2 separate regions of the Mus musculus genome follow, and region 2 is linked to region 1. A link is a contact called in public Hi-C data. All regions are on one chromosome and are shown on one strand. The core of a region is the stretch at or near the end of the contact, and the rest is flanking DNA. Distances in the headings are between cores, read along the strand shown.

Region 1 (3,238 bases), core at 627-3,126:
GGACAGCGGCTTGCTTCCAAGGGCTTGCCATTGTTATATCCATCCCCACCCCCAAAGAAAAATCTCAGTCCTGTCAGGAATTATCCAACTCCTTGGCAACAGGAATAAACACTGGAGTTAAAAAATATAAAAGGGGGGCTGGTGAGATGGCTCAACGGTTAAGACCACCGAATGCTCTTCTGAAAGGTCCTGAGTTCAAATCCCAGCAACCACATGGTGGCTCACATCCATCTGTAATGAGATCTGATGCCCTCTTCTGGAGTGTCTGAAGACTGCTACAGTGTACTACATATAATAAATAAATAAATTTTAAAAAAAATAAAAGGAAAAAGAGACAGAAGAAGAAACAGAAAACCAAGGTTCACATAGAAACAGATTGCTACCTGTGATAGCAAACGATTGAAGTCAATTAAAATGGGGATTTCCAGCAAACAAGGTATTTTCCAATTTTCTCTTTGTAAAGCAATTGTAACCAAGAGCTAATAGTCATTTAAAGTTATTAGATCATTGGAAGAGTTATGAAAGAGGGTTTTGATATAAAAATGACAGATGCTCATATTAAAAGATGGGGCTTTATTATTTTCCATGACGAAGAGAGGCCTAGTAAGGTCCCAACCCCCACTTTTCCTGAGCCAGAACCTTCTCCTCCCCAAGCGTTGACGATCTTGGTTTGGGGGCCTTTGGACTCAAGCTTGGAATTCCACTGCCACCCCTACTGCCTGCCCTTTTCAGTTCTTGAATAATTCTTGGACCAGGAATTATACTCAGAGCCCCCCTTTTTCTCCAGCTGCAGGGAGTAGGCAGAGGGGCTTCTTGGCAACTATAATCACATGAGCCAAGACCCTCAATAAATCTCATGACATCTGTCTAAGTCTATCTATATGCCTGTCTTCCTCTATAGCTGCGTCAATATCATCTATATTTATCTCCTATTGACTCTTTCCAAAATTCGTATTCTCATCCATGTTTTGAAAGTCAAATATTCCCAAATAAACTTTACCAAACAGATGTTCCTTGAATTAGAAAGTGCTTTCAGAATACCATTTATAAGTTCAACATGCCTTCTGTCCATCTAGAGTGCTATATTCCATCTCAGGCAGAGTACCCTATGAAGTGCTCTTGTTTCCCCCCAGGATCCTGCGTCTTGCTGGAGTCTGACCTGCTGCCGCCACCAGGCCTCACTAGAGAGTCTCAGATTGCATGACCCCAGTGTGGGAAGAGATTTAAATTCAAAATTGGAACTACAGTCCCATAAATGTGTATTACTTTCATAACATCATGAAGTTGAAAATACTGTAAGTTGAGCCATCATATGTCTGGGCCCATCTGTTATAAAAAGATTCTCAAATTTTCCCAAACTCTAGAAGACTAGCAGCATGGGACAGACAAGTATGGAGAATGTAGAGAAAGAGTTATAGAAGCCCATTCTCGGGTGATAGAAAGACTTTTAAGCTGCTGGGGCAGACTGCTCAGTGGAGCTGATCTACAGATAGTTCCAGAAAGAAAGGCTTCCTGTGTCTCCCCTCCCCTACTTCCTCCCACCCTCCCCACTCCCAGAAAGTGAACACTTCATTTGCAAGAATTCCCCCGACAGGAAATACAATGTTGCAAACTTTGGGCTTTGGGACAGACTCATAACAGGGACAAATTTCAATGCTCTAAAAAGTGCTCTGTGAGCCTTTGGCTTCTGAAGACATGTCGCCGAGCCAAGCTACCATAGTTGGCTCTCAGTGTGGGAGGCTTAGGTACCCTCAGCCCTGCCACCGGTCACTGCTGACTGCGGCTCGATCCACAGAACCATTACACCCTCAGCCGCACGCAGTCCCCGCCGAGGTTGCACAATCCTGCAGTGAACTGGAGGGCCGTGCGTAGGAGGTGGAAAACAAGAAGGGAATGACCCGTGGTGAGCTGGTGTGGACTAGAATCTGTTCTGGCTGTGGGGAGGAGGGCCTTGCTGTAGAACTTTGTTCAACAGTGATCTCATCTCTGGCGAGCTCTGCGGTGACCCTGGAAAAGACTTTTTAGTCTGTGTCAACTTGATCAGAACCTCTAGACGAAACATGCAAGTTCAGCCAAACCATGTGTTCAATGTTTGTTTGACAGTCTTCATTGCGCTGGGAAATCTCAAAAGAGCTCTGCCTACCCTCATTGTCTTCTTTTCTGTCATCGGCACGAACAAATTTGGGAGGCGGGGGTGGGGGGTATTTGACAGTGTAAGCACAATATGCTATTATATGGCAGTTTGGGATTTGAACAGATTTGTAGATGACCGGAAGGTGATGAGAAGGACCAAGGGCCTGAATGTGTCTACCAGAGTTGACAAGATATTTGACATATTCTCTTACCCATTCTCAAGAGAGCAGAGACTGGGCTCTCTTGAGTGTATATATTTCCTTCAGGCTCTACCCACTGGGATAACTGGTTAATTTAGAATAGTCATGGCTTGTTTTCGACTGTTATGTAGGAGGGTAGCGTAGTCTAGGCTAATCTGAAATGAGTACAGCTGGGGGTGAGTGTCAGCTACTTTAGTCATCTTGCATAGACTCCCATCAGTCAAAGCCTGCTTTGGCAACTATCCAAGAAAGAAGGCAGCAACAAGCTGCTCTTCCCAGTGGGGGATTTCACTGTCCATTTGGGTCCCTATGTTTACTGAATTTCAAAGAAACCATGGCAACCATAGTTGTCTCTGTGTCCTCTCCCCTAAATGTTTCTGGTCCCATCTGTTAGCTATTCACTGATAAAAATCTATTTTTCCTTTCTCCTCTTTTCATTGTAAACGGAGGGAGAGTTCTGAGTTACTTTGAAAAAGTTAAAATTTAAACGTACTTGGCTTGGTAAATTTTTGACTAGGGGGCCAGAGAGATGGCTCAGCAGGCAAAGGCACTTGCTGCCGAGTCTGATGACCTGAGTTCAGCCACCAAATGGTAGACGAGAACTTACTCCTACAAGCTGTCCTCTGACACTCATAGCTGTGCCCTGTCACATGGATGTGTGTGTGCGTGACACATACACACACATACACACAGACACAGACACAGACACACACACACACACACACACACACTAAATGTTGCAAACCTATATGTTATATAACATCTTCATACTTTCTCTTCACTCATCTTTGAGAGATTGTTTTATGTAGCCTGAGCTAACCTGGAACTCACTGCCTAGCAGGAGCTAGCCTTGACCAGCCCGTCACCCCCCAATTCTGGGATTACTGGGTCACTACACTTGGCTC
Region 2 (3,211 bases), core at 95-2,594, 950 kb after region 1:
CAGATATGGTGAGACTTGCACACTAGCAGCCAAGAAGGCAGCTAACTCCAAAAGCCTACAGAGAACAAAGCACATCTCAGCTTTGTTCCCTGAGCTTAAGTGAGGGAGTCTACCACAGGCCACTAATAAAGAAACAACAGTGGATGCTCACAGTGAACTATTGGATGGAACACAGGGTCCCTAATGAAGGAGCTAGAGAAAGTACCCAAGGAGCTAAAGGGGTCTGCAACCCTGTAGGAGGAACAACAATAGGAACTAACTAGTACCCCCCCCTCCCCACCTCAGAGCTCATGTCTCTAGCTGCATATGTAGTAGAGGATGGCCTAATAAGCCATCAATGGTAGGAGAGGCCTTTTGTCTTGTAAAGATCATATGTCCCAGTACAGGGGAATGCCAGGACCAGGAAGCGGGTGAGGACATTCGATGGGACTCTGGAACAAGGTAAACTGTAGGACACAGATTTCCTGTGTCTTTCATTATTCTCCTTCAAGTGGACATTATAACCCAGGGAAGTTCAACTCTCTTTCCTTCCTGTCCCCCTCTTAATGGGTGTGTACATGGGGAGAGCATGTTTGGCTATGAGCACTTCACTTGCAATACTGACCAAGGACATCCTTTTGAGTGACTCTTACTGATGTCACAGTGCCAAGTGATAGTGTCCTTGTAGACTTATTAAGAGAACAAAGGGTTGTTGTGTGGAAGACAGCTGCCACAAGCTTTGCTGCCTTTGCTGGTTTTGGAAATGGGCAAGGCATAGTTCAAGTTGCAGAGCTGTTAAAATAACCTGTTTCCACTGTGTTTAAGGGAGAGGAGAGCTACAAAGACATAACGGTAAAGCTGAAGGGACTGGGATTGGAGAATGTCTAGATAATCAATATCTGGCAGGGGGAAGCGGATGAGATAGTGTCTAAGATGGAGCGTGTTCGGGAGGCAGCAATCGGGAAATTCAGCTATACAAAGGAGCAGAGTTTAGCAACAAGAAGCAGTTTGTGGGGATGCCAACTAAGGGGGGGTGGTGTCAAAAGTCTCACGAATCTTAAAAGTCACTGTCACCACAAGGAAGTTAGTACAGGAGCAGAATTTATTGGTAGTTATTAAAGTGGAAGTTAAGGAAATCTAAGTAGTAGCCATCTGGTTTCCTGTTTAGAAATGCCCAATGGAGGGGTGTAGGTGGGTGGGTGGGGACTTTAACCCTAACTTAAAAGTGGGGAAAACAAAGAAACCCTGAGGAAATAGCAGTGGGTGTGTGTGTGTCGGAAACGCAGGCACTGCTCTGCTGTTCTGAGAACAGTTTACAGAAGCAGCCTCATTCTGCGCTGTAGGTGGGGTTTGGTCAGCTGAGCAGCCCTGATAACCGTCTTTTGTGAAAAGTTCTGAGGCCGAGGCACATTTCCAGTGAGTTGCCAGAAGACAGGCATAGTTTGTGCTAATGGCTCCTCATTCTCACAGAGAGAACGGCAAGCAGAGCGAGGTAATAAGAATGCTACCACAGGCTGTCTCAGGGGCCATGTATGAGCCTTTGGCTACCTAAGAAGTCACTGGGTACTCAGTCACCTGAGTGGACTTTAGACGCACTTGTTCAAACATCCTTGTTTTCTCCTGTAAGAGAGTCAAAGCCCAGAGAGGGCGATGACAGGGGCTGTCTTCACACAGCAGGAAATGGGCGAGCTGGTTTGGGTCACGACTAGCCCAGTATTTGAAAGGAGTTGATGTTAAACTGCAGCTCACCAAGGCAGAGGCCTGTGGACCACAAAGCAAGAATGAGTCGTCAGCAGGTGGGAGGGGTGTGGCTGAGTGCATTCTTTTTGCTGACGAATGTGCACGTTCTGACTGTACACATTCCAGAAAATGCCCCAGGCCCCGGATTTTCAGAAACACCACCCTCTTCCCTTTTTGAGTTGGCTGCGAATGGTCTTTTTTGCTTGGAATCAAACACTGGTTATTTTCATACTGGGCAAACAGAGCCTGTTGGTTTTCCTCTCTTGGATAAAGAGTGTCTTCTCTAGCCACTCTTTCCATGGAGTGGTTTCCTTTTGCCATGGTTTATCAATGGGTTCCACGGGGTAAGTTGGATACACATGGGCAGGTTAAGATACATTGAGAGGAACGTGACACAGGCGCTGGGTAGTACTGCCACTTAGCTAACACTCCCTAAAGTATTATGACAACTGCCTGACCTCTTTAACTGGGAAATGAGAATCTAGTTTCTTAATCTCTTAATAATTGCCTCTTATTAAAAACCTGGTAGGGATTAGAATTTCAATTAAATTTAAATCCTAAGTGTGTATGAATGCTGTAGGAATGAGCCTGATAGGGCCCCAGTCTATGAACCACTGAGTTGGTTCTCAGATCAATTCCATCCTTTCAAGTAGCATTTTAAATTAGTTAATTAATGAGTTAATTAATATCTGGCCTTGGATAAACACCCCCCAAAGACCTAACAAGGTCCCCAAATTAGAAGTAATCTTTCTCCTCTCTTCACCCAAGCTGTGAAAAACTCCATTCTCCCCTCGTAGCTGATGTTAAAATGCAGAGCCAATGGAGCCCAAAGACCGACTGAAACTCAAATGGAAAGAGAAGGGCAAGGATTAGACTTCATCAGCAGTCATAACTCGTTAGCAGCACTAGCCGCCGCAACAGTTGTCAGTTTGCTGTAGCTCAGGTCAGTAGCAAGCCCTCGGACCCTTGTTTCAGGGACCGCCCCATAGGAAGAGCAGGAGACATCTGGCTGGTAACCCACTCTAAGATCTCCAACTCAAGGAGGGAACTCTGGCTAACTTTAGCATGCCAGTCTCCTTAGAGTCCATTTGAATGCAAACAAGCAGCAACACTCTTTCCTCTTCAACAGCCCTTCTGTGTAACCCCTAAACCCAGTGAGATTTTTACCCAGGTGAAAACTAGCCTGCTTTTTTTGCCCCGCTTCTGCTAGTTAAATGCATGGTTACCAGGAAACAGTGTGATATGTGTTATCTCCAGTGACTCCATTCCCAGCTCGTGATAATTATATGCACATCTTCAAAGAGCATGAAAGAGAATGCCAAAAGGGAAGCTTTCTGTTTTTTAAACTCCCTATGAGGAGGAGCAGAGGGCCATTTTATTAATATTTACTGAACCCAGCTACTTGGCGCAGGGACTTCAGCTATGTTATCCCACTCCACTTATACAGGAGTAACCAAGCAACATTCTCTGTGTTTTACAACTGCAAGGAAAG

Evidence for each region. Hi-C and Micro-C count contacts between places; a contact is called where the count stands out from the background.
Region 2: a contact with region 1 is called in a Hi-C map of Sertoli cells, with 4 times the contacts expected there. The contact joins two enhancer-like sites.

What each region holds. Positions count from the first base shown.
Region 1 is chr8:31,271,170-31,274,407 of GRCm38.p6, forward strand. No RefSeq gene overlaps it. Among named protein-coding and RNA genes, the nearest start is that of Fut10, 85 kb to the left of the region's middle. Within about 2 kb of position 1,877, at least 58 of the 459 cell types and tissues checked have an H3K27ac peak or open chromatin away from gene starts, as enhancers often do. A contact at or near this core is called in Sertoli cells, where this site is marked.
Region 2 is chr8:32,219,642-32,222,852 of GRCm38.p6, forward strand. It overlaps a transcript of Nrg1 not described here. Among named protein-coding and RNA genes, the nearest start is that of Gm22140, 35 kb to the left of the region's middle. Within about 2 kb of position 1,345, at least 38 of the 459 cell types and tissues checked have an H3K27ac peak or open chromatin away from gene starts, as enhancers often do. A contact at or near this core is called in Sertoli cells, where this site is marked.